2 separate regions of the Pan troglodytes genome follow, and region 2 is linked to region 1. A link is a contact called in public Hi-C data. All regions are on one chromosome and are shown on one strand. Each heading gives the region's core, a stretch centred on a gene start, on an enhancer-like site or on the middle of the called end of the contact. The rest is flanking DNA. Distances are from core to core; before and after follow the strand shown.

Evidence for each region. Hi-C and Micro-C count contacts between places; a contact is called where the count stands out from the background.
Region 2: a contact with region 1 is called in a Hi-C map of stem cell-derived neural progenitor cells, with 3 times the contacts expected there. The contact joins the enhancer-like site here to the promoter of RFLNB in region 1. A contact is called at or near these places in 2 of 7 Hi-C or Micro-C datasets (induced pluripotent stem cells and stem cell-derived neural progenitor cells), 1 of 1 datasets of contacts at active chromatin or transcription factors (stem cell-derived excitatory neurons) and 1 of 1 other capture datasets (stem cell-derived neural stem cells).

The regions. Positions count from the first base shown.
Region 1 is chr19:10,948,179-10,951,442 of NHGRI_mPanTro3-v2.0_pri, forward strand. It overlaps RFLNB (refilin B), which reads right to left and starts at 1,269. Exons shown (of 3, transcript XM_024350152.3): 1 at 948-1,269. The coding sequence starts at 1,157.
Region 2 is chr19:11,153,547-11,156,611 of NHGRI_mPanTro3-v2.0_pri, forward strand. All of the region lies in intron 5 of VPS53 (VPS53 subunit of GARP complex), which reads right to left. Among named protein-coding and RNA genes, the nearest start is that of VPS53, 51 kb to the right of the region's middle. Within about 2 kb of position 1,800, at least 8 of the 24 cell types and tissues checked have an H3K27ac peak or open chromatin away from gene starts, as enhancers often do. A contact at or near this core is called in stem cell-derived neural progenitor cells and stem cell-derived neural stem cells, where this site is marked.

The sequences.
Region 1 (3,264 bases), core at 19-2,518:
CCAGATGGGGCCGGACGGGAGGGCGCTGAAGGCCAAGTTGAAGCCAGCCCCGCCTTGGGATGGCGATGAGGAAACTGCCCTGATGCCCACCTAGAGACAGGGTGGGAGGGGCGAGACCACCAGCACCGCCGGGGCTCCCGTGGGGGTCCCCAGGAACCTCTCGTGGGGATCCCTAGGGACAGCAGCGGCCGCCGACTTCACCTGGGGGAGGGGGCTGGAGGTCCCCATCCCAGGGAGCAGGGCCGGGCTGCAGCCCCGCTCCAGCTTTTCTGAGACTGCGGGCAGGATGTGGCTTCCCCAGAGTTCTAAATAAAGGCAGCAAACACCAACATCCGAGCGAGTCCCAGGGCAAAAGATTAGGTGGAGTTTTTTCTTTAAATGAACATTTTAAAGTAAAGTAAAAGGATTACTCCGTGAAAGTTTCCACCCACCCAAAGGCCTCCCACCCGTCATGTGAGGGACACCGGGTTCCCGGTGCTCAGGCCAAGAGGGGGCCCCGGGAGGCTGCAGGCTGGGGAGGGACCTTTCTCCCAAGGTCGAGGAAGGCTCTGGCCCCTGTGCCCCGGGATGGGGGGCCCGGCTGGGAGGAGGCGCGCGGCCCCGTGGGAGCCCAAAGCCGCGGGGTGTCGGGCCGGGGTTCCCTCCAGGCGCCCCCCGCGCCCGGCAAAGGCAGGAATGTGGCCGACCCGCAGCCCGGCAGCCCCGGGGCCGCCACCCCGAAGGGAGGAGACGGCGGCTCGCCGCTCCCGGGGCTCCCGCGCCACCCAGGCGATGACAATTTTCCAGCCACCCGCTCCAGCTGGCCAGGCTCGCGGCGCTCCCGCCCCGGGCTCCCGGCGATGGCCGCCCCGTCCCGACACAGCGCGCCCGGGGAGCAGGAGCCGCTGGGGGGCCCGGAGCGGAAACCGCGGCGCTGGGAGGGAAGGAGCCCGCGCGGGGCCACTCACCGGAGCCGCGGGGGTCGCCGCCGCCGCGTCGGGCTCCAGCGTCCCCGGTGCCGCCGCGCGCTCTCCGCCGCCTCCGCCCGCCGCGAGCCCCCAGTGGCTGGGGCTGGGGCTGGGGGGCAGCCCCGAGTCCGGGCTGTCCAGGACGCCGTCGCCCTTCTTCTTCGCGTCCACGAGCTCGGGCACATCCTGTAGGCTCAGCCGGCCCACCATGGCGGCGCGCGAGGGGGGCCCGAGGCACCCGCGCCGGGGTCGCGGGACAGCGAGGGGCGCAGACGCGGGCCGGGGCCGCTGCCCGCCCGGCCGCCCTCCCTCCCTCCCTCCCTGCCCCGCCGCCCGCGCGCCGCCCGGGTCTCGCCGCTGCCCGCCCCGGCCTCGGCCCCGCCCCTTCCCCGCCCCAGGCCCGGCCTCGGCCCCGCCCCGAGCCTTCCCCACCCCGGCTTCGGCCCCGCCCCCGCCCCGCCCCTTCCCCGCCCTCCGGCCCCGCCCCCGGCGGTGGGCCCCGCCCTCTGGCTCCCAGCCCCGCCCCCCGAGGCCGATCCCCGCGCGCTGGCGGCACCGAGCGCCAAAGGCCCCCCAGCCCGGGGTCTGGCCCCCAGCGCGCTACAGGTGGACGCGGGGACCCGCTCGCGCCGGGGCCCTGGGGGCGCGTTGACCCCTCGCCCTGTCGCAGCGGGACCCGGGAGGCGCTAACAGCTTCCGAGCTCGCGGTCGGGGGATCCCATCCCGCAGAGGCCTGGGAAGCCGCGCGAAGCCGGCGAGCAAACAACTGGAAATTATTAATAGTTAATGCGCTTCGTGTGGCCGCAGCCGCCTGTTGGCCCCGGAAGGCGGGCTCTGGCGCTCCTGCCCGTCCCGGAGGAGAGGCCTGTCCTCAGGGGCTCCGCAGGCGCGGGTCACCCCTGGTGCTCAGCTGGACAGGCTGTGGCCACGCAGGACACGCGGGGCAGAGACCTTCTGCGGCTGGCGCAGACTCGGGGACACGCTCAGCAGGTTGACCGCGGGCTGCCTCTAGGGCCACCGGCCGCCCGGTGGGGGCCACGGCTTCTCCCTCACCGGGGCTAACCGCTCTGCCCACCCCACCCCCAGGAGAATCCCTTCTGAAAAACAGACAGCACTTCTCCCCACCCCTTCGGTGTGACAACGAAGCCTTATCCTGAGTGGGAACTCGTCTCCATAGCTGCGGGGTGTAGGACTGGGCTGTTTCTCACGGGTCTCCGAGGTCAGCAGAAAGTGCAGAGTCCCCACTCCACCTGCAGCCCTCCCCTGGGGGTTCTGATGGGTATTCAGCCGAGGGCCTGGAGCTGGAGCCTCACCCAGACCTACAGGACAGCTCAGGAGTCACACCCTGGACGTCCCTGGCTGAGACAGTGGCAGCCCAGTGCACATCCTTGTAAAGATAAAGGATGTTTGTCCTGCTTGGGCCAGACCTGTTAAACTCAGAAACTCAGAGCAGGTAGATCTTAGAGACCCGCTGGCCAAGTTCCCTCCTCTTACCTCCCTTAGCTGTCACTTTCATGTAAGGAAACAGAGAGGGATTTCACTTGCCCCAAGTCACACAGCTGATCCGAGACAGCTTGCTGCGGACAGAGAGTCGGCATCATCCCTCCACAGAAGGTAAAACCTGGCACGCGCCTGTGTGCTGGCAGGTGGTTCATGCATTCAGGGTCTGCGGGAAGAGATTGCAAAATCCGCAGTGCACGGTCCTGGCCAAACGGTATTGCAAGTGTTACCGGGAAGGGGTCCCGATCCAGGCCCTCAGAGAGGATTCTTGGATCTTGGGCAAGAAAGAATTCGGGACGAGTCCATACAGTGAAAGCAAGTTTATTAGGAAAGTAAAGGAACAAAAGAATGCCTACTCCTTACAGCAGCTCCGAGGGCTGCTGGTTGCCCATTTTTATGGTTATTTCTTGAGGATATGCTAAACAAGGGGTGGGCTATTCATGCCTCCCGTTTTTAGACCATATAGGGTAACTTCCCGATGTTGCCATAGCGTTTGTAAACTCTCAGGGCGCGAGTGGGAGTGTAGCAGTGAGGACCACCAGAGGTCACTCTCATGGCCATCTTGGTTTTGGTGGGTTTCGGCCGGTTTCTTTACCGCGGCCTGTTTTATCAGCAAGGTCTTTATGACCTGTATCTTGTGCCGACCTCCTATCTCATCCTGTGACTTAGAATGCCTTCACCATCTGGGAATGCAGCCCTGTAGGTCTCAGCCTCATTTTACCCAGCTCCTATTCAAGATGGAGTCACTCCGCTTCACAGGCTTCTGATGCAGGGACACAGCTGTACCTCCTACCCCTTTGGATCCCACCATCTGCAC
Region 2 (3,065 bases), core at 550-3,049, 210 kb after region 1:
TTAAATATTTTAAAAAGAAGGAAAAAAAAACTTAAGCAAATCAACAACATGAAAAAACCCCTATGACTATATTCAGTACATGCTGAGAGGGCAAATGATAAAATCCAACGTCTATTTTCTGGCAAAAGTGCTTAGTGACCAAGATTGTGATGATCTCTCCTTAACAGTCAAAGAATCGGGAAACAAGACAACATTACACTTGGTGTCAGCTCTGGGAGAGAAGGGTCTTTTGCTTTGTTCATTGTGTAATTCTCAATGCTTAAAATAGTGCCAACCACACAGAAGGCACTCACTAAATATGTACTGAGTGAGCAAATGAACAGATACACTATGTAAAGTGCCTGTCATTAAAATCAACAACAAACTGCCTGCCATTCCCACTCTTACCTGATCCTAAAGAGCATTTCTAAAACTTTTTGACCTCAGAATCTCTTTATACCCTTGGAAATTTATTGAAAGGGTTTATGTAGGTTATATCTACTGACATATACCAATGTTGGAGATTAAAACTGAGGGGTTTAAATAAAAAATATGTATCTGTTAATCCATTTAAACATGACAATGATAAATATATTACATGTTAGCATAAATTACATGTTTTTTGAAAAATAACTATATTTTCCCCCAGACAAAACAAAGTTGTTTTTTTGTTTGTTTGTTTTTTGTTTTCTGTTTTGAGAGGGAATATCGCTCTGTTGCCCAGGCTGGAGTGCAGTGGTGCAATTTCGGCTCACCGCAACCTCAGCCTCCTGGGTTCAAGTTATTCTTCTGCCTCAGCCTCCCGAGTAGCTGGGACTACAGGTACCCGCCACCACACTCAGCTAATTTTTGTATTTTTAGTAGAGACATGGTTTCACCATATTGGTCAGGGTGGTCTCGAACTCCTGACCTCGTGATCTGCCTGCCTCAGCCTCCCCAAGTGCTGGGATTCCAGGCGTGAGCCACTGCGCCCGGCCTACAAAACAAATTTCTTGAGAAGCGTGGCACTGCTGGGGTGTCTCTGCAAAAATCTTTAGTGTCTGCTCTGATAAACACCAGCTGGACTCCCATACACACTTCCGTATTGAATCTGTTGTGATCTGTTGTTCTGGTTGAAAATATGAAGAAAATCTGGCTTCACATAGATATATGTAGTTAGAAAAGGAAGAAATACTTTAATACCCATCTCTTTGTCTATTTAGGCTGCTATTAATATAATCAAATATTTTAAACTGGGTAATTTCTAAACAACAGAAATTGTTAACAGTCCTGGAAGCTGGAAAGTCCAAGATGGAGGCACCGGGAGATCTGGTGCCCGGTGAGGATCCTTTCCTCACAGACGGCATCTTCTGTGTGTCCTCACATGGGGAAAGGGGCAAATGGCCATCCTTCAAAAGTCTTTTATGAGGACACTGATCTCACAGATGAGGGCAGACCCCTTGTGACTCAGTCACCTCCCGAAGGCCCTGCTTCTAAATCCTGTCACAATAGGGATTAAGTTCCAGCATAGGAATCGTGGGGGATACCAACATTCCTGTGCTGTGACATGCTGTTTTGGTTGAAAATAGGAAGAAAATCTGGCTTCACATAGATATATGTAATTAGAAAAGGAAGAAATATTTTAATACCCATTTCTTAGTCTATTCAGCTGCAATTCATAGAACAGAACACTTTAAACACAGCAGCCCTTTTCAGGTACTTGGTGATAAGCCTTTTTTAAACTACACTAAAACTCAAAAAGTGGTAGATTCTTGAGGATCAGCTGCAGTGTGGGATTTGAAATTGAATTAATGAACTTGCCACACCATGCTGCACGAAACCCGCTGATCAGCTGTGCTTCTGCCGAGGATGCAGAAAGCAGAGAGTGCTGCTCTTACGCTAACAAGGAGGAAAGCGGAAACTGAAAACCACAACTTTTCTTCAACCTAGCAGAGAGCTAAAGGCAACCAAGCATCCTGAAATCCAAGAAGGAAGGTGCTCCCCCAGGAAAGACAGGACAGGAGAACCGTCTCCATGTAGAAAGGCATGTAAGGAAGACGGGGGTGCCACACAAGCAGGCGAGAGGGCTGAAGGAAAATTTTTAACAAGTTACTAAAGGCCAAGTGTGGGCTGGCGCAATGGTAGGGAGGCCTGGAAAGTGTAAGCACAGGTGGGTTTGCACCCACTCTCAGGCTCTTTTCCAAGACCTTCACTGGGTGTTCATGAGGAAAAAATGTGGGCACTCTCTCCTCTTCTACACAAAATGCCTGGCATTCAATAAAAAATTTTAGGACATATATACGCCAAAAAAGAAAAAAAAGAAGAAAGGGAAGAAAGGAAAAGCACCCATTGTTAAGAGACAAAGCAACCAACAGAACCTGTCTCAAAGAGGAGCCATTTGGTATAAATATTAGACAGGCTACAGAGGAGGGGATTTTAAAATAACAATGAATAATATGCTAAAGAATCTGGTAGAAAAGGTGTTTTACCTGCATGAGCAGATGAAGAATTGCAGCAGAGAGCAGGAAATTATAAGAAAGAATCAAACGGAAGTGCTAGAAAAAAGGACATGGTGTCAGGGCTGAAGAATTCCTTCAACAGCCTCAGCACACTCGACACAGCAAAAAAAGGATCGGTGAACTTTAAGGTGGGTCAATAGAAAGTACCCAAACTGAAACACAAAGAGGAAAAAAGAAAAGAAAATCCAACACCTGCAGGACAGTATTAAATGTTCTAAAAGACATGTAAGTAGAATTCTAGGAGGAAGAGAGAACACAACAGAAACATTTGAAGAGATAATGGCTGAGAATTTTTTTTTTAAGTGAAAGGCATTAAACCACTGATCCAAGAAGTGCTGAGATCCCAAGAGGAATAAGGGTTGACTTCTCAGAAACAATGCAAGCTAGAAGACAATGACTGACATTTTTAAAGTACTAAAAAAAAAAAAATAAAACAACAAAGCTGCCAACCTAGAGTCCTAAACCAAGCAAAAATATTTTTAAAAAATAAAAGCAAAATTAAAACTTTTCAAGCAAAGAAAAGCTGAGAGCATTTCTTGCCAGCAGACTGTGTTATAAGAAACACTAAAGGAAGTTCATGAGGCAGAA